6 separate regions of the Mus musculus genome follow, and regions 2, 3, 4, 5 and 6 are each linked to region 1. A link is a contact called in public Hi-C and promoter capture Hi-C data. All regions are on one chromosome and are shown on one strand. The core of a region is the stretch at or near the end of the contact, and the rest is flanking DNA. Distances in the headings are between cores, read along the strand shown. Region 1 holds the start of Asf1a (anti-silencing function 1A histone chaperone). Region 2 holds the start of Ranbp2 (RAN binding protein 2). Region 3 holds the start of Gcc2 (GRIP and coiled-coil domain containing 2). Region 4 holds the start of Serinc1 (serine incorporator 1). Region 5 holds the start of Hsf2 (heat shock factor 2). Region 6 holds the start of Ascc3 (activating signal cointegrator 1 complex subunit 3).

Region 1 (3,701 bases), core at 805-3,304:
CTGTCAGTTTACTTAGAAACATGGTACAGTGCTTCTAAGGGGTTTTTGGGGAGGAAGGGGTAGGTTTCCAAAAATATTGTTCATGGTGAAAAAATTATTGGACCAAGTTTTTTCTTAAAATTTTTTGATGAGCAGTAATAACATAGAGGGGCAAGATGAGAGTGCTGGAGATAGCGCTTGGAAAATGGGAAGATCCCTCCTCCAAATACTGTTATATACGGCACTTAAAAAAAAAAAACAAGAGACAAAAAACAAACAAACAAGCAATCCCTGATACATACATGCTTGTGTGTGTGTGTGTGTGTGTATGTACATCCACTAGAAATGAGTCTTCTATAGTTTATAACACACTTCTGGTCTAACAGCAAGAAGCATGTAAAAAGCACATAAGAGCACATTGATAAGTCAGTTGGAATCTCCAGGGTGCCTGCCATAACTGCATATTACAACCTCACTGCTTCCTTTATCTTGGCTAACATCATGTAAAACTAGGGTTAATAAGAGCTACGTGTATTATTTACCAGCCATGGTCATCTTGCCTACTACCACAGTGTGACTTTTACTCTGATGCACAAAAACAATGGTGACTGAACTGATGGACACCGATTGCCCAGCGTACTGACAATAAAAGTGGCTCTCTCCCCACTTTAATCTCCTTAAACATGGAAGGCCCTGCTTCATGATAACTAAAGGTCTTCGGACAAGGACAGATCATCCACAGCAATCCAGTTGAGTCTCAACCTGTCCAAGGAAGATTAATTAAATTCTGCACACTAGCAGAAACTTCACTTGCAGATTAATACTAAGACATAATTTTCACTCCGGATTTTATTGAATAGTTTAGTAGTTTCATTTATAAGGAAAAAGAAAAGAACCCAATGGTTTATGAGTAACACCTCCACAGTAAAAAGAATCAGTTCACATTCACAAAGGTGTTAGGTTTCCGTTTCCTGTTTCCTAGTCTACCCACAGTGGCTAAGTACCATAAACAAGCAACTTTTCCTCCAGTCAGCCTTGAAATGGTCTCACAGGCGTCACAGGCATGGAAGGTCTCCTCAGAATTGGTGTGCTGCACTTTTTCACTTATGAATGTTTGTTATAAATGCCTTGAAGAGCAAATGGCATGTTATCTGTGCTTTCTCCTTTCTCATATTCCACCAAAAATACATTTGTTGTCCTTTGGCCTTCAGACACTTCCATTTTCTCGACTTTTGACTTCTTTCTCTGTGCCCCCCCAACAACAGAAGCCTCGCTGTAACTGATCACGTTTTCCCCCTTTTATTTCTTTTTTTTTGTTTTGTTTTACATCTTTTCAGTTATTAAATGGGAAGAAATCCAACATGCAGCTGAAGATCGCATATTTTTTTTCTAGCCTGCGTGTGTGTGTGTAAAATCACCCCGCCCTCATTTTGTATCTATTTCACCGCACTGTCGTGGCCAAGAACTTGAATTCCAAAATGGCTTGCTCCTTTCGAGCTGACATGGGCTATAAAAATGCAATTTATTCCCACTGCAACCAGCCCTTCTCCCTATTCTCTACCATTACGATTGCGAGAAGCACAGACAGCTAGTTGGGCCTGACAAGGGCTGCAAAGCACACCTTATCTGCTAAATCCAGCAGAGCCAGCAAAGCCGCCGGCACTGGTGGGGGAAGCGTTAAAGGCTGGAAGAAAACCCGAAAAACCCCAAGGCCCATGCTGCGCACACACACGGGGCCGCCTCGCGCCCTCCTGCTTCCACCGCCGGCCCCGCCCACCCCACGGGTCCCGCCCCCTCCGTCCCGCCGCGGCCACGCCCGACGTGTGGCGCGGCCCCGCCGGGCGGGGGCGGGGCCTGCGTCGCCCCTCCCCCGCCGCCGGCGGCCTCCGCGCGGGCCTCCCAGCCCCTATTCCACTCACTTTGTTCTGCGCCTTTGTCCTGGTCCGCACCAGCAGGTGGAGCCGCAGTGAAAGTTTCCCGTCCGTTCTGCGAGCGGGAGCCCATCTTGCTCGCCGCCGCGGCCCTCGCTGGAGGAGGAGGGTCAGAGCTCGGGGGCAGCCAATCGCGGGCAACGCTGCTAGTTATCAGGGCAGAATGGGCTGTAGTTTAGTGAAATAGGAAAGCTGCAAAACACCGTGGAGTGCCGCCGTGTAAATAAAAAGGAAAAAAAAGTTTCTCAAGTCGCAGCTGCACGACGTCGGGCCGCGCCGCGCCGGGGCGGGGGTCTGCGCTCTCGGAGCGGCCGCGCGCGGGACTCGGTGGTGCCGCCAGCCCCGGCCCCATTGTTTGTGTTTTCTTCAAAATATGGCAAAGGTTCAGGTGAACAATGTAGTGGTGCTGGATAACCCGTCGCCTTTCTACAACCCGTTCCAGTTCGAGATCACCTTCGAGTGCATCGAGGACCTGTCTGAAGGTGAGCGAGTGGCGCCGGGCTGTCAGTTGCGGCGGCGGACGTTAAAGTTTCCCGGCCCGGCCTCGCGCGGGGTGGGCCGCGGCCGGCGGCCGGCGGGAGGGCGGCCATGCGAGGGAAACTTGAAGTTGAGGGACGCCGGCCGCGCCGCAACTTGCGAGCAACTTGCCGGGCGGAGGGAGCCATGTTGTCAGCTTTGTCTGCGGCGGGCGGCGCTCGGCGGCCCCCGGCTCGCGCGGCGCTGGCGGGGGGTCGTGCGGCCTCGGCGGCCCCAGGGCCCCACGGCCCGGTGGGGAGCAAGCTGGGCCGGTGGGAAGCGGAGCCATCTTACCCGGCGGCACGACGCCTGCTCCGGACCGCCGGGGGCGAGCGGGCCCGCGCCTTCCCGCCCGAGCCCCGCCGAGGCTGTCCTCGCGCCGCTCTCCGGCTCCCTCCACCAACCAGCGCGGAAGGCGGGCGCTGGGCTCGGCCCCTCGGCGCCTGGCTCCCGGGGGGCGGCCGTGCTCTCCGCGGGCGCCCGGGATGCTGTGCGCCGCCTCTCCCCGGGGACAGAGACCTCTCGGAGAGAAATGGTGAGGGGCTGGGAAGTTCCATGGCACCCTAGAGCAGAAGCAGGGTGCTTAACCAATTCCAGGCACTTCTCTGGCGTTTAGAAAGTCTGAAAGACTTTCTCCAGAACGTGTGAAGAAGAAGCAATTAAAATAACTCCACGTCCAAGCAGATGGAGAAAATGCAAACGTTAGCTGGGAGATAGAAGGCAAAATCCTTTCTGAAGTACATTTTACGGTTTAAAAAATGCGAAATAGTGAGGTAATACAGAACTTAGAAAGCTAAAATATGGCTTCTTAACGCTTTTCTTAGATTTTATTAAAATCAATGCTTCATTTTCAACATTTGAAACAAAAAGTTTAACTTCATTGGTGTTAAATTTTAGTTAACTAGGAGGACATCTTGGGACTTGAAAGTATTTCGACAAAATGCCTTGTATTATCCTAATCATGACGAAAAGAATTTCTCTTTTAATTTAAAAGTTTATAATCTCTTCAATGTACTTCATGTAGAATGTTAACTTTAATTATAAAAACCATTGCAATAAACCTTTAAAAATTGTAAAAAGGAAGTCACAGCCCCTTCTCTTCACTCCTTTGGCTAACCATCACTTAAAACGTACCCTGCTGTTTTTAATACGTATGTAAATTATAACGTGCATACATTTAGTGAGTGGGACATATTTTGAAGATTGACTAAACATTAAAATATAGTAGTCTCTGAATAGACTGTGATGATTAATGTAAGTGTAAGGGTGTTTTCC
Region 2 (3,701 bases), core at 374-2,873, 4.8 Mb after region 1:
CCCATCACCCAACATGAAAAAGTTTTATAGAATAAAGAAAGTCATATAAATAAAGGTAAGCTTAACATATATCCTGATATATGAGAGATGTAGTAACAGTAAGGCGGAGAAGCTTTTTATAGTCCTATGACACTGCTGACATTTTGGGCTGTTTGCTGGTAGAAGCTGGTAGTCTGCTAAGTTAATAGATTCCAATGATTTTTAATCTATAGTTTACAGAATGTTAGTTCTGACACAGAGGTGAGCAAGATGCTGTTCTGGGACTAACCTAGTCCAAGGTAAGTGTATGCAAGGGCAAGGGGCACAGTAAAGAGACTGAAACGGCCACTCTTTGGGTAGACAAGGTAAAGTTTATTCCAAACAACAAAGGTTGTCTCTCTCAGGAAAAGCTGAGAGAAGGGAGATGGGGGAATATGTATCTGGGGAGGAGGGAAGCAAAGAGCCAGGATGCTGGCAAGGGGGCTTTGAATTGTATAACAAGTACTTGTAAGTATGGACTGGGGAGCCTGGGGGCTAGCGCAGAGCTGTAAATCCATTTCTGCCAGAGGTAAGGGAAATTACTCCTTTGGTAGATAGGAAACAGTTTCACAAGTTACTAAGGAATGCAGGCTTTTCCTAACCACTAGAAATCCTCCACAGTCCAGACTGAGTCTAAGTTAGATCCAATTTTGGAGTCAGTGGCATTTTTGGGGGATGGGTGGGGTACCCTTTGTATCTGACAATAAGGTATTTAACATCTGGAACTGCACCACTCTAACCTCTCCACTGCGGTTTTGATCAGTCTTTGCAGACAAAGGTTCTTTTCAGCAGTTGTCGTTTACGACAGTTTATTCACAATCTTGAGACTATTACTTAAAACTTTGTGTGTGTGTGTGTGTGTGTGTGTACATGAGGACGTGTGTGTGTGGGTTCTACGGGGGTCAGAACCCGGATTTAGATAGATGCCCTGGAACCGGCTGCTGAGAACTGAACTTCGGTCCTTCAGAGGACCAACAAGCACTCTTAACTGCGGAGCCATCTCTCTAGCACGAAGAGATTATTACTTTTAATATTCTAATATAATCTGTTCTGCTCATTGTTAAGTCACAAAACAGGCCCCTGAAGGCAATTGTTGCTGACAGCGTCCTAACGGCCGCCTCGATTCTTACCCAAACAGAAACCTAAAGTCATCATTTCTTAAAACCTCGTGAAGCCTGTTTCTGTTTGCCAGGAAAGCCACCACTTCCTCCTCTGCCCCTAACCGTCAACTACCCCGTGAGGTGCATCTCATCACGTAACGCTAATATTTCCACTCCGATTTATCTAAGCATAAAGACACTGTTCAACCAATATTAACCTTTATTCTGCTGAAACCGGAGGCAATGACGACGTTTGTCTCTTTAGAAGGAAATCAAGTGTTGACCAGATGCAGCACCCGAAAAGGTCGGATTTATTAGGGCACTGCCATTTTAGGTCCGCTTTGTGACGTAGCACCAGTGAAATCTATAAAGCCTTTCCCGGGGAAAGGGAGTTCGTCTCGATCGTTTGCGAAACGGTCACGTGGTCTGGAGCGCGGGCGTGGCGGGGTGACAGCGAGCAGGCGCTCCAGGCCGCAGCGCGGCGCACAGTGATGACGCGCGCCGCACGCCCTGTGCCCATCCGTTCGCGACGGAGCTGCGTCACCGGTGTTCGGCGCTCACCTCCTGGAGCCCGCAGTCGCTGTAGGCCCCAGGGCTGGTCTGCCGCTCCTGGGGAGCCTGGTCCGCGGCGCGATGAGGCGTAGCAAGGCCGACGTGGAGCGGTACATCGCCTCGGTGCAGGGCTCCGCCCCGTCGCCCCGAGAGGTAAGCGGGTCTGGTCCGGTGGCGGTGGCGCCGGTGTCATGGCTCCCGGCGGCCTCGGCTCCCCGCTGGAGTGGAGGCGGTCGCGGGCGGCGTGGCGCTGCTGAGCACCGGAGGCGTGGGGACTGCGGCCGCCAGCGTTTCCTCTTCATGGCTATCCGCGGGCCCACTCGGGCCTGGCTTCTTCGGCCTCCGCTCCGTAGGCCGTCGTGGGGCGCTCTGCGGGGTTCGCCCGCCCGCCCGCCCGGCGTCGTCGGTCTCCCGGATAGCTAGGCCCTGTCACGGCTGCCGTGTCTCGGGGGGAGGCTGACACCGCGCGGCGGTGGGCTTGCACGGTTGTGTGGGTGGCTCCACGGACGAAGCAGGGCGGGAAGGAAGGGCGCGTCAGCATAAACGACACGGAAGGCCCATAATTTAAGTCTTCTAGTGCTGTGCCCCGCTTCCCCAAACCCCTTTTGGAGGCTGCTAGTCGGAATTCCTTCTAGGCGGTAGTTGCAATACCTTAACATTTCTAACGTTATTTCGCAACGTGTTTTGTGTGTGTGTGTGTGTGTGTGTGTGTTTAAGATCATTAACGTTGTGTTTATTTTGGGTTCTTAAAGAGTGTTGGCCGGTGGAGAGAGATGTACAGAGGCTCTACAGTCAGTTATTTTTTGGGCGGGGGAGGGGTGTGTTGAACAATCAAGTTCTACCATTGGTAAACTAACTTGGTACAGTATAGACTCTTCATCAGTAAACGGCATTTTGACCTTGTTAGTGTTATTTAGTGTTACCGAGGATGATTCGTGTTAACATTTAGGGCAGACTTTGAGATACAAAGAGTCAGAGGGCTTCAATTTTTGTTTACAAACGCCCAATTCAGTTGTGTATATATATATATATATATATATATATATATATATATATTTTACATTCTGTCTCTGAGGGTTTTATGGTCATCTATATAAACCAAAGTTCATGAACATACAAGTCAAATGGCATAATTTTTGTTGTTGTTGTTGTTGTTACTTAAAGTCTCTTCTTTAGATGGCTTCTGCAGGTTAAATAATCCAGTCCAGCAAATCTACAACCCCTCCCCCAAAGCGATTTTAAAAGTCTCAAGTTCATTTAGTGCTGGTATGCCCAAAGTGGGAAATTTTACACCCAGTTTCCTCTGATGGATCAAAATCAGAATGCCATGGTACAAGAGTTATATGAAAGTGCTTTTGGGTTTCTGTCTATAAGGTGTACATTTTAGATAAATGTGTTTATATTAGATTTAGGATTTGTTACCAGGATATCTAACATGCTTGAAGATATTTAAAAATCTAAAAAAACAAGACCCTGAAATCTAAAAATGCCAAGCATTTCAGATAAAGCATACTAAAGTATCTAATACTATTGTATTAATTGTATGTAAATGTGTAAATGGTTGTTAAATTATGTTAGGAACCATTTCAAAGTCTCTACATATTCAAATATGACTTTTGAGTTGTTTTTCTTTGTTTTGAGACAGAGTTTCTATTATGTTCTGGAACTCACTGTGTAGATCAGGCTGGCCTCAAACTCACAGAGATCCACCTGCCTCTTCTTCCCAAGTTCTGGGATTGAAGGTGTGTGCCACCACATCCTGCTACTATTTTTTTTTTAATATTTATCGAAGGTTGGTTGGGTTGGTTATATTGATTTGGATAGTATGACAACTATAAGACATTTTTTGTTTTAACTAGTTCCATTGTTCAATTTTTTTTTTTTTTTTTCTTTTTGGACAGGGTTTCTCTGTATAGCTCTGGCTGTCCTGGAACTCATTTTGTAGACCAGGCTGGCCTCAAACTCAGAAATCCGCCGCCTGCCTCTGCCTCTGCCTCCCAAGTGCTGGGATTAAACGTGTACGCCATCATG
Region 3 (3,701 bases), core at 623-3,122, 4.7 Mb after region 1:
ACCAGGCTGTGCTGGTGGATGTGGTTCAAAGGTGGCATAGCCGGAAAGGACTGTTGTTCCCTTCTCTGGAAGCTTACATGGTGCCTTCAGGTACCAAGAAACCTAGTCCTCAGGGAGCTTATATTCAAATCGGTGCTAGCTCAGGGTACTGAAGCTGTTCTTATTTCAAGGGGTAAACAATTGTACTCTCTTTTGGGAATAGTTTACTCTTCAGCTCTTTTCAAGAACCTAATGCTTTTTACCTTGGGCTATTTTGCTGTTCTCCTTTCTCTGAATACAAAGTTAGGAGACCAGCATGATACAAATCATGATGTTTCAGTCAGAGGGCAATTTAAGATTTAAAAAAAAAATGTATCTACAGGAAAATCCCACCTCTAGACCCAGCTTCTCACTGAATTTAAATAGTGCAAGAAACCTGACGAACAGAAGGAATTTGGTCCACCACTGTAAAACTGAAAAAAATAACTGTTCCTGAAGGATCAGAGAAATAAGAGAGAAGGCACACAGCCGCTTGCTGGGCTGTGTATTGGGACTGAGGACTGACAGGGGGTAATGATTTTCTCCCCTCACGGTATTACCAGGGAATTTGATGTCTTTATATTTTGTAAAGGTCATGCCATATGACTTCCAGAAGCCATGATCAAAACCAACAAAAACACCTGGCTTTTCCCATACGGAACTTGGAAAACGCTCTGGCTCTACTTGGGGGTGAGGGCCCAACTGCTTGAAGGCCTATACCTGCAATTAGTGTATGTCTACACCTGGAAGTAGACAACCTGAAAAACCTGCTGAAAAACACCCTCTCACCTATGAAAATACAACATGTTAATTAATATTCGCCACCAGCGGCCACTTGCTCTGTCCTCTAGTTTATGTTTAGGCCAGGCTTAACTATAGAAAAATATCAGGCATTATTTTAGGGTCTAGGTCAGTCTAAACGTGTTCTATTAGACAATAACAACGAAAATCTATATTGTAGTATCTTCCTTCTCTAGAGTCCTCTGGGGTTTGGATTGGTTTTATCTTCCTTATCTTGCCTTCATCCCCTTGTGAGCAACTACAAGGAAAAAGAAGGCCTGCAGGACTCTTGACAGAACCTGGAATCTCTTTACCCTGTCTTCTCTCATTCGTAACCACAAGGGAGGGCCCTCATCAGACTAGTCACGTGTACCTTCCCACACTGTGACCTCGATGGGTTCTTTGAAGTGAATGCTGGAATTCAGTCTGAGTTATCCTTTTTTATGCAACCAGGGTTACCAGTCTGTGGAATGCTGCCACCCACAGTTACTGGGGGTCTCCATAGCTCAAGTAATCTAATCTAGATAAATTTCACATACATGTCTAGAGGCTCTCTCCTAGATGATTCTAGATCCTTTCAAGTTGACAATATAAACAACACGAGAAGCACCTCAGCCGGCAAATTAATATTTAGCAATACAGAGACAGCATGCCAGCATTTTGAAACTCCTGAGAAAGTAACGGATTCAGTAATTTATTCCTTATTACTACTCACAGAGGAACCTATTTTGAACATGACAGAATTAAAGTCACCTATAAAACTATTTGTTTCACATATGCCTGCTAGTCGGGATAGTTATATTTGTAAAGCACATCTTTAAAAATTAGAAAACGAAGTGATCAAAGGAACGTGTGCTCAAACCTGTCACCTGGCACAGGGTAGTAGTGCAGGGCGACTCAGCGCGTTCCGGCACCGGCCAGGGGACCTGCGCAAAGACGACTTCCTCCCGGACACCAAGGAGGAAGCGGAAGTGCCAGCTCTGCGTAGCCTTGGAGACGCGGGGAGGCGTAGTCGCCTCGTAACGAGACCTTTGACCCGCGCTCGGCAGCCTCGGAGGCGGAGCAGCCGAGACTCCTGAAGAGGCGGTGGAGGCAGCCGCGGGTCGCAGCCGCGATGGAGGTAACGGTGGGCGTCGCGCCGCCCCGCTGGCCCGCTGTGCCGCTCGAGGGGTGGGAGGGCATGGGAGCACCCTGTCCCCGCCCTCGCGCCCAGACCCCCGCCGCGGCGCTTGGCATTGAACCTGGTGCTGGCTCCGGCCGTGGCGACGGCCCAGCTCCGGTCCCTACCGCCTAAAGGGGTCCTCCTCTGCACAGATTTGTTTGGCCGCGCCTTGTACCTGGAATTGGGATGAGCTCTTTTTATGGTTTGTTTTACAGGATTCTGCTCCAGATGCCGTAGCTGCAGCACCCTCCGGGACCCCGAAATCCAAGGTGAGGAGAGCACTCAGCCGCCTGGTTCCCTGTAGCGCATAAGGTTAATGAATCGGAAAACTTTGGCATGGGGAGAATTATTTAAAAAAAAAAAAAAAAAAAAAAAAGAACTAACCTTTCCTCAGGGAGTTTCATTTTAATTTACTTACAGATTTCCTGTTCTTTTTTAAATTTCCTGATGTGCGAGCAGTTTGTTTACTTCCTGCTCCTTGTTAGCACGATGCTGTATTTCAAACATTTAGCTAGTCTGTTTAATGAAAGTTTACACAGTGACACGAAGCCGAGGGGATTAGATAAGAGGCAGGAAGAAGCAAGGAACTATATCCTGTTGGCTCCAGCTCCAGAGTTGAGGGTGGAATAAGGTTGTTCTTACAGCACTGTGCAATGTTTTATGCTAAGTGATTCAGAAAGGTAGGGGCACAATTTATTACCAAAATGTAGTGTTTGAAGACTGATTTCTAGGCATTTGCTGAAGTAACAGATTCTTTCAGGTAAGCTTCCTGAAATACGTATCTTCCCTATTCTCATTCTGCAGATGAGGAAACGTTGTGCACAAAGATTAAGTAATTTTCAGTTAGTAAACCCTAATATTTTAGTTGAAGTCTAAATGTGACCCGATTCACCTGTGAATGTAGTTATGTTGTTAGCTTCCAACAGAATGAGTTCTACAGCTCGAGAAATCTTGAGTTCCAAGCCCTTCTTGTACAGCTAGAGAACTCAGTGTTCTCTGTAAGAGTTTTGTGCTGGGGTTTTGGTTTGATTTTCCATTCACCTAATTACTTTTAGTTATTGAAGTTACGTTTCTCAATTTAAAAAATGTGACTGGCTCAACTGTTTAGAGTGTCTCTCTTTGGTTTTCGGCAGACACTGTGTTTCTTTTGGTGGCCGTACTAAAAGCATGGGTTTTAAAACTCAATAATACGACTCCATCTTTCAGCTAGAAACGTTGCCCAGAGAAGATCTCATCAAGTTTGCCAAGAAGCAAATGATGCTCCTGCAGAAAGCCAAAGCAAGGTGTACAGGTACTGGGTTTAAATCAGAGCTTTTCAGTAGACCACCATGCCTAGCCCTGCAGTTGCCTTTGAATAAGTAAAGGAACAAATGAATTTTTAATTCAGTGTGTGTGTGCGCGCGTGTTTTGCCTATATGTATGTCTTTGTTAGAGTTTTGGATTCCCTGGAACTGTAGTTACAGTTGTGAGCCACCATGTGGGTTCTGGAAATTGAAGCCAGGTCCTCTGGAAGAGCAGCCAGTGTTCTTAACCACTGAGCCACCTCTCCACCCCAAGAGGAATATCTTTTTTTTTGAGGGGGGTGGGGGTGGGGGTTCGAGACAGGGTTTCTCTGTGTATCCCTGGCTGTCCTGGAACTCACTCTGTAAACCAGGCTGGCCTCGAACTCAGAAATCCGCCTGCCTCTGCCTCCCAAGTGCTGGAATTTAAAGGCGTGCACCACCACCATCCGGCTGGAATA
Region 4 (3,701 bases), core at 411-2,910, 3.9 Mb after region 1:
AGTCATGCAATGTATCCAATGGTGTTCTCCAAAGCTATTTTGACTTAAAACACACATATACAAAAATTCCTTAAAACTTAAAAAGACAAAAGAGAACAACAACAACAACAGTGCTCAAAACTAAACTGGAAAATAATAAAATGGAGAATTCATATCCCTCTAACTCTATGGTCTCAATGGAATTGCTGTGTGCCCACACCACAACCAAGCTAATTCTAGTATTACAAATTAAATAACTCAACATCCTAACAAACAAACCAAGGAAACATTTTATAATAACTACTTACAATTGTTATGTGTATGCATATGTGTCTTATGTGTGGGAGTATGTGCCCATGGGAGCCAACTGTCAGTGGAGAGTAGACAGGGGGTGTGAGATTCCCTGGAACTGGAGTTACAAGCAGTGAACTGCCGAATGTGTGGGTGCTGGTAACTAAACTCCATAATCTAGCAAAAGCAGCAAGCTGAGTCATCTCCCCAGCTCCTATTTATTAAGTTTTACTACACTTAATTTTGCCTTCTGTATAAAGGGGTCAACAGACTCAATTAGGCTCTCCGAGGTCAAATTTCCTTATCCAACTGCAAATAGCAAAATATAAGGGAATAGCTCATTGGACTTACAAACAGTATTGAGTAAAAACTAAGCATAATTCTCGTCATATCATACCAAAGCAGTTTTCAAATGATGAGGCATGTAAACTAGCCAGTACATTGGTTACATATACACAAAGGGATGATTTAGTTAAAAAAGATTGTTCCGAGTTAAACTTAGAAATCATTGGCCAAAGAATAAGATTTGAATCCAAATACCTCACCCAAAGCAATGAAGCTTTTTATTATAAACTGCTCTGCCAATGTTTTGTCTATTAGAGAACGGGGTCATCTGTGCCATCTGGTTTACGAAATCTTGCCACTGTTCTAGAGGATTGTACTGCCTCACGAAAATGCAACATACCCTTCCTATAGCATCAACTTTCAGATTGCACGTTCATGTTTTACGTCAAAAAAAAAAAAAATCAGTACCCACAGACCTGAACACCTTTTCTAGAAACATAAATTTGGAAATATAAGAATCAAAGCAAACAAAACCGAAAAAGGTACGTAGTAAGGGAATTTGACTTCTGTATTAAAAACAAGAACAAAAAAAACCCGGTAAGACTACGTCGACACTTGTCGAGATGTCCCAAATAACGGGCCCGACTCCCTGGCGGCTGCGTGTCAGAACAAAAGAGGCCTCCGGGAATGACAGTGCCGCAGTGCGAGGTCGCCGGAATCGGGGTGACAAGGAGAAACTCAGTGCCCGTGGGAGGAAGGAGCTGGAACGGCGACGGCCGAGGCTCCCACGAGAGAGAAAGCCATTGCTCGGGAGACGCCCCGCTCCGCCCGGCCTCACCCTCACTAGGCTCCAGCCCCGAAGCGGAGCCGCAAAGACCGGAGGAGGGCGGATAAACCCAGCTCGCACGGGCCGCGAGCCCCAGGTCGCCTTACCCAGCTCGCCACGGAGCACAGCCCCAGAACGCTCCCCATCGCCGCCGCGTCACCAGCTCGGCGCGTGCCGACAAGATGGAGACAGCTTCTTTCGTCCTTTTTCTGGGCTTATTTACTGTCTGGCAGGCACTTCCGGCGCAGACGCACAAGCCCCTCAGCTTCGCGTGCGTCACTTCCGCTCAGACCTGGACCCGGTGACTGCTGCCGGGCGTGCGCAATGCGCCGAGAGGAAGGGCGTGGTCTTCAGCGATGCTAGATTTGTGGCTTCATGGAGTGGGCCTACTTTGCCAAGTAAAGAAGACTGTGTTAGGGAAGGCCTCTGTCATTGTCTTGAATTTGGACGTTAGAAGAGCTACTGTTACTGTTTTTTGGTTCCTCTTGGGATTTAGCCATCTCATTTCCACTAAAGTCCCCTTTTTAGTTTTGTTTTCTTTGTTGTTGTTCTACTAACATACATATTTTACTCCTGCAGCCACTATGTGGAACAAGTTTCACTGGTGTGTGTATATATGTGTGTGTGTGTGTGTGTGTGTGTGTGTGTGTGTATGTATGTTATATATCATATATATACATATATGTATGTATATATGTATATAATATATATCTGTGTGTACATATATATGTGTCCGTATATATATATGCGCGCGTGTGTGTGTGTGTGTGTGTATGTGTGTGTGTGTGTGTGTGTGTGTGTGTGTGTGTGTATTTCCCCCGCAAGTTTGGGCCTTTCCGTTCTTTTGTTTACTATTGAGACACATTTTAACATGTACTTGAAAAAGGGTTCACTTAGTTAAGACATTTATTATAGTATAGGGGTTTATTAACAGCTATCCGGACATACAATTGACATCCTTGTTTTGATGTGTATGTTTGGGCTGTGTTCATAGAAAAGTGTCGATTCTTATTTTTCTGTAATTTGCCCTTGAAAACATTCCATGAGAAGAGTTTGGTACACAGACATCACTTTGAAATACCCATTACTATAAATATTTTAAAATAAAGATGTCTCATAAAATTGACAAAAAACGCATATAGAGGGGTGGAGTAACCCTTATCAATCTGGCAGAACTACAACTGTTAACTAACACAGACCAAAGAGTGGGGATAAAATTGAAAACAGAAGATAATCAGCCTGTGTGTTTTGAGCATGCAAATCTGTAAAGTCTCTGGTATCCGTTCCCTAGTATTTGGAAGTTCAAGATTCAAAAAACAAAAAACAAAAAACAAAAAGAAAAAAACAGAACACACAGAGCTACAAAATGTTCAGTGAGTCCATTTGTAGTTGGAGATAGATATGGAAGACTGGGAACCATTGTAGTTACAAGAGTCCTGAAAGTAGAGCCCAACATTTCAAGACATAAACTATCACGTAGAGGCTATTTGTACCTCCTCTGATTGATAATGTGACCTCTATACTCTTTCGCCCAAGTGTAAAACTCTGTTTTCAGTATAAGTTGTGAAGACACTAGCTGTTACAGTTAGTATTGTCAACTTGACAGAATCTAGGTTCATCTCTGGCCATGCCTATGCAGGATCATCCTGGTTACTCTAATTGATATGGGCCTTAATTGTGAACAGAGCTGTGATGGGCTATAACCTTGACTTACGAGCTAAAATAAGCCCTCACTCTCTAAGCTTCTTTGATGAGAGTATTTTATCACTGCAAAAACAGAAGGGAGGGAGGGAGAGAGGGAGGGAGGGAGGGAGGGAGGGAGGGAGGGAGGGAGGGAGGGAGGGAGGGAGGGAAAACAAGACACCATTAGTAAGATGCTTGATTTCTCAAAAGCTTAGTGTCTTTATTAATATATATGGGTATAAGATTCAACTATAGAACTGTAAGGGTTAAATTATATGACACATGTTTTTACAAGTGCAAATGCTAGCACCATATACAGGAGTCCATAGAAAATCAACACAGGTTATTTTCTCTACTTTCTTCCCTACCAAAATTACCACTGTCTGTGATTTGCCAACCTAGGTTGGATACAGCCTCCACCTAATGGGTTGCGTCAGTTTCTCAGGTGATGTCTCCATGTTCCTTTATATTTTCTTGTCTATATTTGTGGGATGGATATAATCAGCTAACTTATAAAATGAAGTTTTCTTCCTAGAAATTTGATACTCTTATGAAGGAGACCCAGATATCATTTAATATGTATTGCTCATGTAGAGAACTCCTAGTCAGTTGTAATTTCTGGTATCTGTCATGTCTT
Region 5 (3,701 bases), core at 715-3,214, 3.9 Mb after region 1:
AGAAACCCCCCTCATTGGTGTACCCAGCCACTTGGGTTTTTATTAAATTCCAGATGTAGTCAACCTGACAAACAAGAAGAGTCGTCATAAATTCTGTGTGGAATTCTGCTTGTCCCTGCAGGCTAAGCACATGACAGAGCTAACAGCATGCCAGAATTAATAGAGACGTGAAAGAATATGAATTCTTCTTACCTGCAGTACAGCTACCAAGTGTGACAAAGACATGAACAGAGATTGACAATGAGTGGACAGGACGATGGTCATGGGATCACAAAAGATCTGTGCCATTATAACAGGGCAGGACTTATTCTAGAAACATGGGACACCATTGGGTAGTTTCCAGTCTGGAAGTGGCTGTTTAGATTTGTAAGCATGCAGTGACGGACCAGAAGAGGAAACGCTTTCCTAGGGCTTTATCTGCTGTAACTACAGCAGGATTTTCACTGCCATTTTCTCTGTGAGGCTCTGGGACTGAAAATATTCCCAAACTGAGGTAAAGCAACCCATCATCGCATTGGAATGTGCTTGGAAACTTCTAGCTAACCCACTCTGGGAATCTGGCTACAGAGTTGGTTCTGATTAGCTTTGTGTAACTGGTTGAATAGAATTTGTACCAACCTGAATCAGACCCTTTGAAGCTTCCTCTTTGGGTTGCTGTGAGGATTAAATAGGATAAGACATGCAAAGCCCTTGTCACATAAGACCTCATCAAATATTAGTCTTTTTTTTTAAAATCACAGTTACCCCATCATATATCCCCATCATATATCCAAACAGTGCTGTATGACTGTGTTCAGTATATGCTTACTGAAAAAGTTGTCTGTCTGTCTATCTATCTATCTATCTATCTATCTATCTATCTATCTATCTATATTTCTTGCCATTAGCCCAGGATACCTGGAGCTCACTATTTAACCCAGGTTGACCTCCACTGCTCCACAGTTCTACCTCAGCCTCCAGAGTGCTTGACTTACAGATTCCAGACACTATGATCAGCTATTAAGTAACAAACAAAACAAAACAACAACAAAAAAAGTTTTTTAAAAAATCTTTTTTTCAGAGATCCACGTTATTATAGCTACTCTTCACGGGTAGAAAGTCTTATTGTCAATGAAGAAATGGGAAATTTCGCTCAAGAAGCTGTTCCGAATCACATTTTGCCTGAGGAAACCCCTGTGAGGTACATGCAGAACAATCATTTTGACTCAGATACTCTAAAACTAGACTCGTTGCTTTTGAACTGGGCTTATGACAGGCACCTGATGCTTGCTGAGTTGAGAAAAGCATATAAGATGCTCTTAACAGATGCTGGCTCCTAATAGTACACACACACACACACACACACACACACACACACACACACAATAGCAAGTACTTCACAAATAGGGAACTATTATTCATGCTTCAGGTTTTGATAAAACTGTCCTTAAATGAGCTATTTTTCTCCCCATGAAAAATGTATAGAAAAGCTCATTGTCTTTAAGATAGTTTCAACCAGGGGCCTAGCACATCTGCTCACAAGCAGCTCACTGCCCCATGTGATGTATTCCTTCCTTTAGATTGGAGCAAATTACTCTTCGCCGGTCAAACTTATGAGTCAACTGCCCTTGGGCTTCTCTGCACTCTGCCAGCCACAGCCGGTGCACCCAAACCCTTTCCATGCGAATCCACTAAACAAGGTTTCCCTGGACCCAATATCATTCCCTAAGAGAGTACCCTGCCTAAAAGGTAACAGAGAAGGCTGAACCACTCTTGGGCCCACCCCTCCTCGCGGCAGCAGCCAATCGCTTTGCTCTGTAGTGCATCCGAAGCCTTGGATTGGACTCGCTGAGACCGGGCGCGGGAGTAGAGCGCAGGGGTGGAGCGCGAAGCCTTGTCCATCACGTGCGGCCGCGGGGTCTCTCCGCCTTCACCGCGCGCCCCGCGGCGCCGAGGGGGCGGAGCCCGAGATCCGCCGCGCCTGCGTGGTGTGCGTTCCCCGGAGCAGCAGCTGCTGCCACCGCCGCTGCTGCCGCCGCCGCCGCCGCCGCCGCCGCTGCGACCTCCGCGTTCGGTAGTAGAATTTGGAATCCCTGCACCGGGCTAACAATGAAGCAGAGTTCCAACGTGCCGGCTTTCCTCAGCAAGCTGTGGACGCTTGTGGAGGAAACCCACACCAACGAGTTCATCACCTGGAGTCAGGTAGGGTCGGGGACGCGGTGGCCTCGGGTCCCCCTTGTCGAACCGGCTCGGCTCGGCTCGGCTCGTTTCGGCTCGGCTCGGCTGGGCTGGGTTGGGCTGGGCTGGGCTGGGCTCGGCTTCTCCCGCGGCCTGCGGCGGCGCGCGGCCTCCCCACCTCGCGCGGACCCCCGGCTTTGTGTGCGCGGCGAGCCGGGCCCCGCAGGCTCCGTTCTCCTCCGGCCGCGCGCCGTGGGGGAGGGGCGCCCTGGTAACGGTCCCGCCGGCCCGGGGAGCTCGGAACCGGCCCCGGCGGCGCGTTCTGCACACTCATCCTCAGTCGTCTGCTCGCCGCGGGGCGCGGAGGTCGCGGAGCCCCGGGAGAGCGGGCGAGCGGGCTAGTGAGCGAGCACAGGTCTTATCTAAAGAAATCACCTCCGCGGGGATTGCTTGCCCTGGCGTCTGGGATCTTTTATGATGATAATGGGAAAATGTGCAGACTCCGACTGCTCTTGCCTTGAGCTTTTAAATTTTATTTATGTATTTTATTTATGTAGTTTTAACATAGAAATTTCCCAGTTATTGTTTTGAGACTGGGTCGTTTCTTTAAAATAATTCAAGTAAAAGTGCCTGTAGACTATGCTTAGTAACTTAGCGGCTTGGAGTTAAAAACCGAGTCGTTAAATTTCACAGAATAGTTGCCGGCATAGTGGTTTGTGGTTGCCTTGATCAGTTTGATCCAGATCCTCCTTATAAATAAAGATGACCTTAATCAAGCCCGGTATCTTGCCTGGTCTAAGTTATGTGTTAGATTGATGCGTTGCCTAGGTGACCCAAGACCCCCTCCCCCCAGTTCCACACAAAGATTCTTTGCAGAGTGATTCTTTACATCACTTGTGCCTTTCCTTTGCTAGACTCGCAATGCTTGGATTGTTCAAATCTCTTCATGAAGGGGATCGGCTCCTCTTACTGGAGTTGATGACTTATTCAGGGTATTTTCATGTTCACAGTTTTTGAGATGAGTAAGTGGGAAATACCTAGCTATATGTCAAATAAATGTTATCTCCTCCGTTTCATTTGTGCCCTTTTCTGTTGTTAAAACTAGTTTTCACCCTTGCCTGCTTTTAGGAGGTAACAGCAATAGAATATACCTGATATTTGGACAACTATGTCACTGAATTTTTGCTGAGTATTAGTGCCAAGTTTTAAAAATTTCTTTCTAGGATTTAATTTTCGTGTGTATTGTCACATAGGTGCCCCACCCCCAACCCCTGCTGGTTGTGTAGACTAAGCAATTGATTAATTTGATACATTGGTACAAAGAAGTGAAAATAAAGAAAGGCAGCTAACCAGCATGAACTTAAAATAAACAGACGGCTCATGCTTTTCATCAGGCAGAAGGATTAAAGGTTGACGAGACCGGATCAGTGCAGACCGCTCCTCAGCTGTCTTTTAACATTAGAAACTGGACTGAAATAATTTCTTTCCCCCAACCAAGCTGAGGTCATTGAACGTGAATTTGCAAAAGGCCATTTATTTGTATT
Region 6 (3,701 bases), core at 519-3,018, 3.0 Mb before region 1:
GAAAACCTTAATTCCAATAAGTCAGATTTCTATTTTGTAGAGCCAAATCTGGCTAGTGGCTTGAGCATAGCACAGGAGAGTCAGGTAGTACATTTTCAATTTTCATCTTTTTGATCCTCTGGAACTCTGTTGGGTATAATCTAAACTATCTATGTAGACTCCTTTCATTTTTCTTTTTTACTTATTTATCTTGTCTCATTTACTGGTAGAGGAGAGAGTGAAAAATAAAACATAAATCTAACCCAACAGTGATGGCTTCATCTAGCTCGATTGAGTGCCAGGATGATATTACTTTCAGTTGTACTCTATACAAGTAATATCTGCATGCTGCAGAGACTCTGAGACCCAAAAGTTCAGCTGGAAATTAATTAGCATCTTATTTATAGTTGCGGTTTTTAACATACATGCTGTTCCAAAATTGCAATCTTGGTACTATAATTCTATGTTTGATCAAACCCCTCTTCCTTCCCTGCCTGCTTCATGGAAATGCTCTCTCTGTTTCTGAAAATTCCACAATTATGTATCTCAGATTAGCAAAATATTTCTATGCCACTCACATCACCTCTGCTTGGATTCTCAGGTGGCCTTCCCACTTGGGAATATCTGCCTCTGCTTTTTTACTATAATGAATTTGCTTTTGCTTAAGTCTCTTCTGTATCTCTCCTAGAATTCTTTCTCTAGTGAGACCAAGAGTCTTTGGGATCACCAGTTGTAGTTTGGTGATAAAATGAGTTAGACTGTAAACGCTTGAAAGGCTACATGCGACTGGACTAACTTTTAGCAAAACCAGCCAGTAATTCTCCTAAAATGCGTCTCCCTCCCCCCAAATCCCTATTATGTAAGCATTCAGCATCTACTTAGAAAATGTAGAGACTGGGAACTTAGAGAAATGTAGAGACTGTGATGGTCATATATTGCTTCTACAGTGCATTTAGTTCCTTGGATTGTATTAGAAGGGACTCTCAGAATGTGAAGGGTTTTTGTTTGTTTTCCTCATAAAGTTCAGGTCATACCAGACAAACCTTTATCACCAGATGGGTCTTTCATATTGCTGACAGTCCAGTAACTTTTCCTCTTAGTGAATCTTACCAAGTTTCATTAATACTTCATGATTCTTTTCATCTGCGTTATCTCATTTTAATTTCTGAAATGCTTCTATCGCTATTGAGGTCTTCTTACCTCAGTCTGGTATACAGAACTTCCAGTGGGTTTGGCAAGTTATGTTTATTATTCAACCAATGCTGCTTCTATAAAACAGGGTTCTGGTGAGTTTTAGGACAACTGTCTCGGGAAGAATGGGCTGAAAGGGTAGGATGACAATGCATACCACATCTGTATCCTCGCTCATCAGTTCAAACTTAACAACAATGCAGTTTTTTTAGGCTAGCTTTTCTAAATTTGCCAGTCGCACCAGGCTATCGTCAGATGTTTTGTTTCGAAGGTCAGAAACAACTTCAGAAGTACAAAGTGGAGAATAATGAAACTCAGGGAAATCGAAACTTGAGCCTAGAGCAGGTGGGCGGAACCATCTAGTAACCACGGGACTGTGACTCACTGGTTTCTGCCTTCAATAGGAATTAATTACTCGGTGCCATTATCAGAACCAAGCGGGGATTAGGGAGTCGGCCGGAGGGAACCAAGAGTCGGACCACTAAAACTGAGCTGAAACTTGCTAGCGTGTACGCCACCCGACGCCAACCCCCGCATGGGCGGGGCCGAGGGCGGCCGGGTGCTGACGTGGCGACGTTGGCGTCGCGGTCGGTGACGTATGGCCGGCGCCCGCCCCGCCCCTCCGTCGCTCGGCGCGGGTGTGTGGGTTTGTGGGTCAGTGCCAGCTGGGCAGCCCTCGCGCGCTAAGGCGTGACAGCGAGCGACCCCCGCCGGCCCGCGTGTGCTGCGGAGGAGGTCGGGGCGCAGCCCTCCGCTCCGCTCCGCCGGAGTGAGAAGAGGAAGCAAACCTCCAGGAGGCCGGAGGCGCGCGTGGCGGCGGGGCTGAGGTGAGCTAGGGAGAGGGAGGGCGCGGGTGGCGGAGCCCGAGTGTGCGGCGGGGCGGGGCTGGTCTCAGAGTCCGGAAGAGCGCGGGTGGACCGAGCTGTCATCCCTCGGCTGGGCGTCCCGGCTCACCTAAGTTTGTAGGTGGGGGTTGGGGTGAAAACTCCAGCGCGATTGCCCACGTGTAAGGACAGAATGGCCACAAGATGAAAAATTTTCTGTTCTAGGCTTAACCTGTTTTTCTCCTCCCTCTCCCCTTATTTATATTACACATTCCTAGCAACGTCGTTCTTCGCCTACATCTGTTGGGTTGGGTTTCCCCCACAACACAGAGGAGCGAGTGCTTTGGGTCCTGGAGTTCAGGGCAGTGGGTGAATTTAACAATCGGAGGACTCTAGAATGTATTTTTTTTTTTTTTTAAATAAAGAAGTGTCTATGCTAAGGGGGTAGATGAAGTGGTTCTTGGTAGGATGCTGTAATTTCCTTTACCTTTAAAAGAAAGAAGTTCAGTCTACTGAGTTTGATATGCATCACAAGTGCAGTCTAATTGCTACCTGTGGTGTGGTTTTTGTTGTTGTTGTTGTTGTTGTTGTTGTTGTTGTTCCTGGATAAAAATTAGAACAGTCAACTATATCTACCCCCTTTTCAGATTCATAAGCTGAAACGTTTGTTTTCTGAGTTTGATTGTTCTCAAATTCCGCTTCTGAGTCTAGGCTGGACGTGCTCTAGCTCATGTTTTGTATTTAGTTTTTCACGTCATGACGATTATAATACTGGTGTTGCGCCGGGCGTGATGGCGCACGCCTTTAATCCCAGCACTTGGGAGGCAGAGGCAGGCGGATTTCTGAGTTCGAGGCCAGCCTGGTCTAGGACAGCCAGGGCTACACTGCCTCAAAAAAAAAAAAAAAAAAAAACCTAAAAAAAAAAAAGGATTACTTTATTCTATGAAACCCACTGCATAAGTAAGCCATCCACAAAGATAATACTGTGTTGCATTAAAATATTCATAGAGATGTCAGTTAAGTGTAGCTTAGTGTTATTTACATGAGTGAATTAATTTTGCAAGACTTAGTTTTCTTGATCCTTGTTGAATAATTTTTTCTAAAAAACTTGGTTCATTCATTAATTCATTCATTTGTTCACTCTTCATTCATTCCCTAGCACTGTGGGAGGTGTAGGACATAGAAAGTCCCTGTTCTCACAGAACTTTGTATAGTTAACTAGCAAACACTCTTTTAGAAGGGATGTTTAAATTAATAATTGGAAACAAATTTCTGGCTGGAAGCGTTTTCATTTTTTTCTAGTATTTACATTGGTTGTATTGATACCTCATGTCTGGCATAGGATATAGAAAGTCTACATACAAAACATTTTTATAAAGAGCCTATATGGTAACAGAATAAACTTTTTACTCTAATACATCTTTCTTGAGGATAGTTTGTATAAGTACAGTTTTCAACTTTGAGAAAGTGAGTATGCGCAGTTAAAATTTTAGCTCATGAACATCTCCAGAAATAAATGAAGAATTACAGAGGAGACAATAAGGAATCTGAGAATTCCAAATCTGAAAACCCAAAATATGAAGTACTCCCAAAACTTCATTACAAAGAACTTGTAAATAAATGTCATGAGGAACAATGAGCCATATCTGAAGTCTCCACCTCAACGGAGGTATTATACAGTTAGAGAATTCTGAAACTGTAGAGCTT

The links. Promoter capture Hi-C pulls out the DNA fragments that hold promoters and counts their contacts. A called contact is a pair of places that touch in the nucleus more often than the background predicts.
Region 2: a promoter capture Hi-C map of pre-B cells shows a contact between it and region 1. The contact joins the promoter of Ranbp2 here to the promoter of Asf1a in region 1. A contact is called at or near these places in 2 of 39 promoter capture datasets (cranial neural crest and pre-B cells).
Region 3: a contact with region 1 is called in a promoter capture Hi-C map of pre-B cells. The contact joins the promoter of Gcc2 here to the promoter of Asf1a in region 1. A contact is called at or near these places in 2 of 39 promoter capture datasets (cranial neural crest and pre-B cells).
Region 4: a contact with region 1 is called in a promoter capture Hi-C map of pre-B cells. The contact joins the promoter of Serinc1 here to the promoter of Asf1a in region 1. A contact is called at or near these places in 5 of 39 promoter capture datasets (the 3T3-L1 cell line, cranial neural crest, maxillary cranial neural crest and 2 more) and 2 of 484 Hi-C or Micro-C datasets (CD4 T cells and embryonic stem cells).
Region 5: a promoter capture Hi-C map of pre-B cells shows a contact between it and region 1. The contact joins the promoter of Hsf2 here to the promoter of Asf1a in region 1. A contact is called at or near these places in 6 of 39 promoter capture datasets (the HPC-7 cell line, cranial neural crest, frontonasal cranial neural crest and 3 more) and 1 of 484 Hi-C or Micro-C datasets (cortical neurons).
Region 6: a Hi-C map of rod photoreceptor shows a contact between it and region 1, with 5 times the contacts expected there. The contact joins the promoter of Ascc3 here to the promoter of Asf1a in region 1. A contact is called at or near these places in 1 of 39 promoter capture datasets (pre-B cells) and 1 of 484 Hi-C or Micro-C datasets (rod photoreceptor).

What each region holds. Positions count from the first base shown.
Region 1 is chr10:53,594,907-53,598,607 of GRCm38.p6, forward strand. It overlaps Asf1a (anti-silencing function 1A histone chaperone), which reads left to right and starts at 2,055. Exons shown (of 4, transcript NM_025541.3): 1 at 2,055-2,392. The coding sequence starts at 2,284. All of the region lies in intron 7 of Mcm9 (minichromosome maintenance 9 homologous recombination repair factor), which reads right to left.
Region 2 is chr10:58,445,229-58,448,929 of GRCm38.p6, forward strand. Ranbp2 (RAN binding protein 2) reads left to right here and starts at 1,624. Exons shown (of 29, transcript NM_011240.3): 1 at 1,624-1,823. The coding sequence starts at 1,752.
Region 3 is chr10:58,253,654-58,257,354 of GRCm38.p6, forward strand. Gcc2 (GRIP and coiled-coil domain containing 2) reads left to right here and starts at 1,873. Exons shown (of 23, transcript NM_027375.2): 1 at 1,873-1,918; 2 at 2,176-2,229; 3 at 3,167-3,251. The coding sequence starts at 1,913.
Region 4 is chr10:57,530,869-57,534,569 of GRCm38.p6, forward strand. Serinc1 (serine incorporator 1) reads right to left here and starts at 1,661. Exons shown (of 9, transcript NM_019760.3): 1 at 1,489-1,661. The coding sequence starts at 1,527.
Region 5 is chr10:57,484,421-57,488,121 of GRCm38.p6, forward strand. Hsf2 (heat shock factor 2) reads left to right here and starts at 1,965. Exons shown (of 12, transcript NM_008297.3): 1 at 1,965-2,181. The coding sequence starts at 2,089. 4930467K11Rik (RIKEN cDNA 4930467K11 gene) reads right to left here and starts at 1,933. Exons shown (of 4, transcript NR_045353.1): 1 at 1,763-1,933; 2 at 619-654.
Region 6 is chr10:50,590,901-50,594,601 of GRCm38.p6, forward strand. Ascc3 (activating signal cointegrator 1 complex subunit 3) reads left to right here and starts at 1,769. Exons shown (of 42, transcript NM_198007.2): 1 at 1,769-1,997.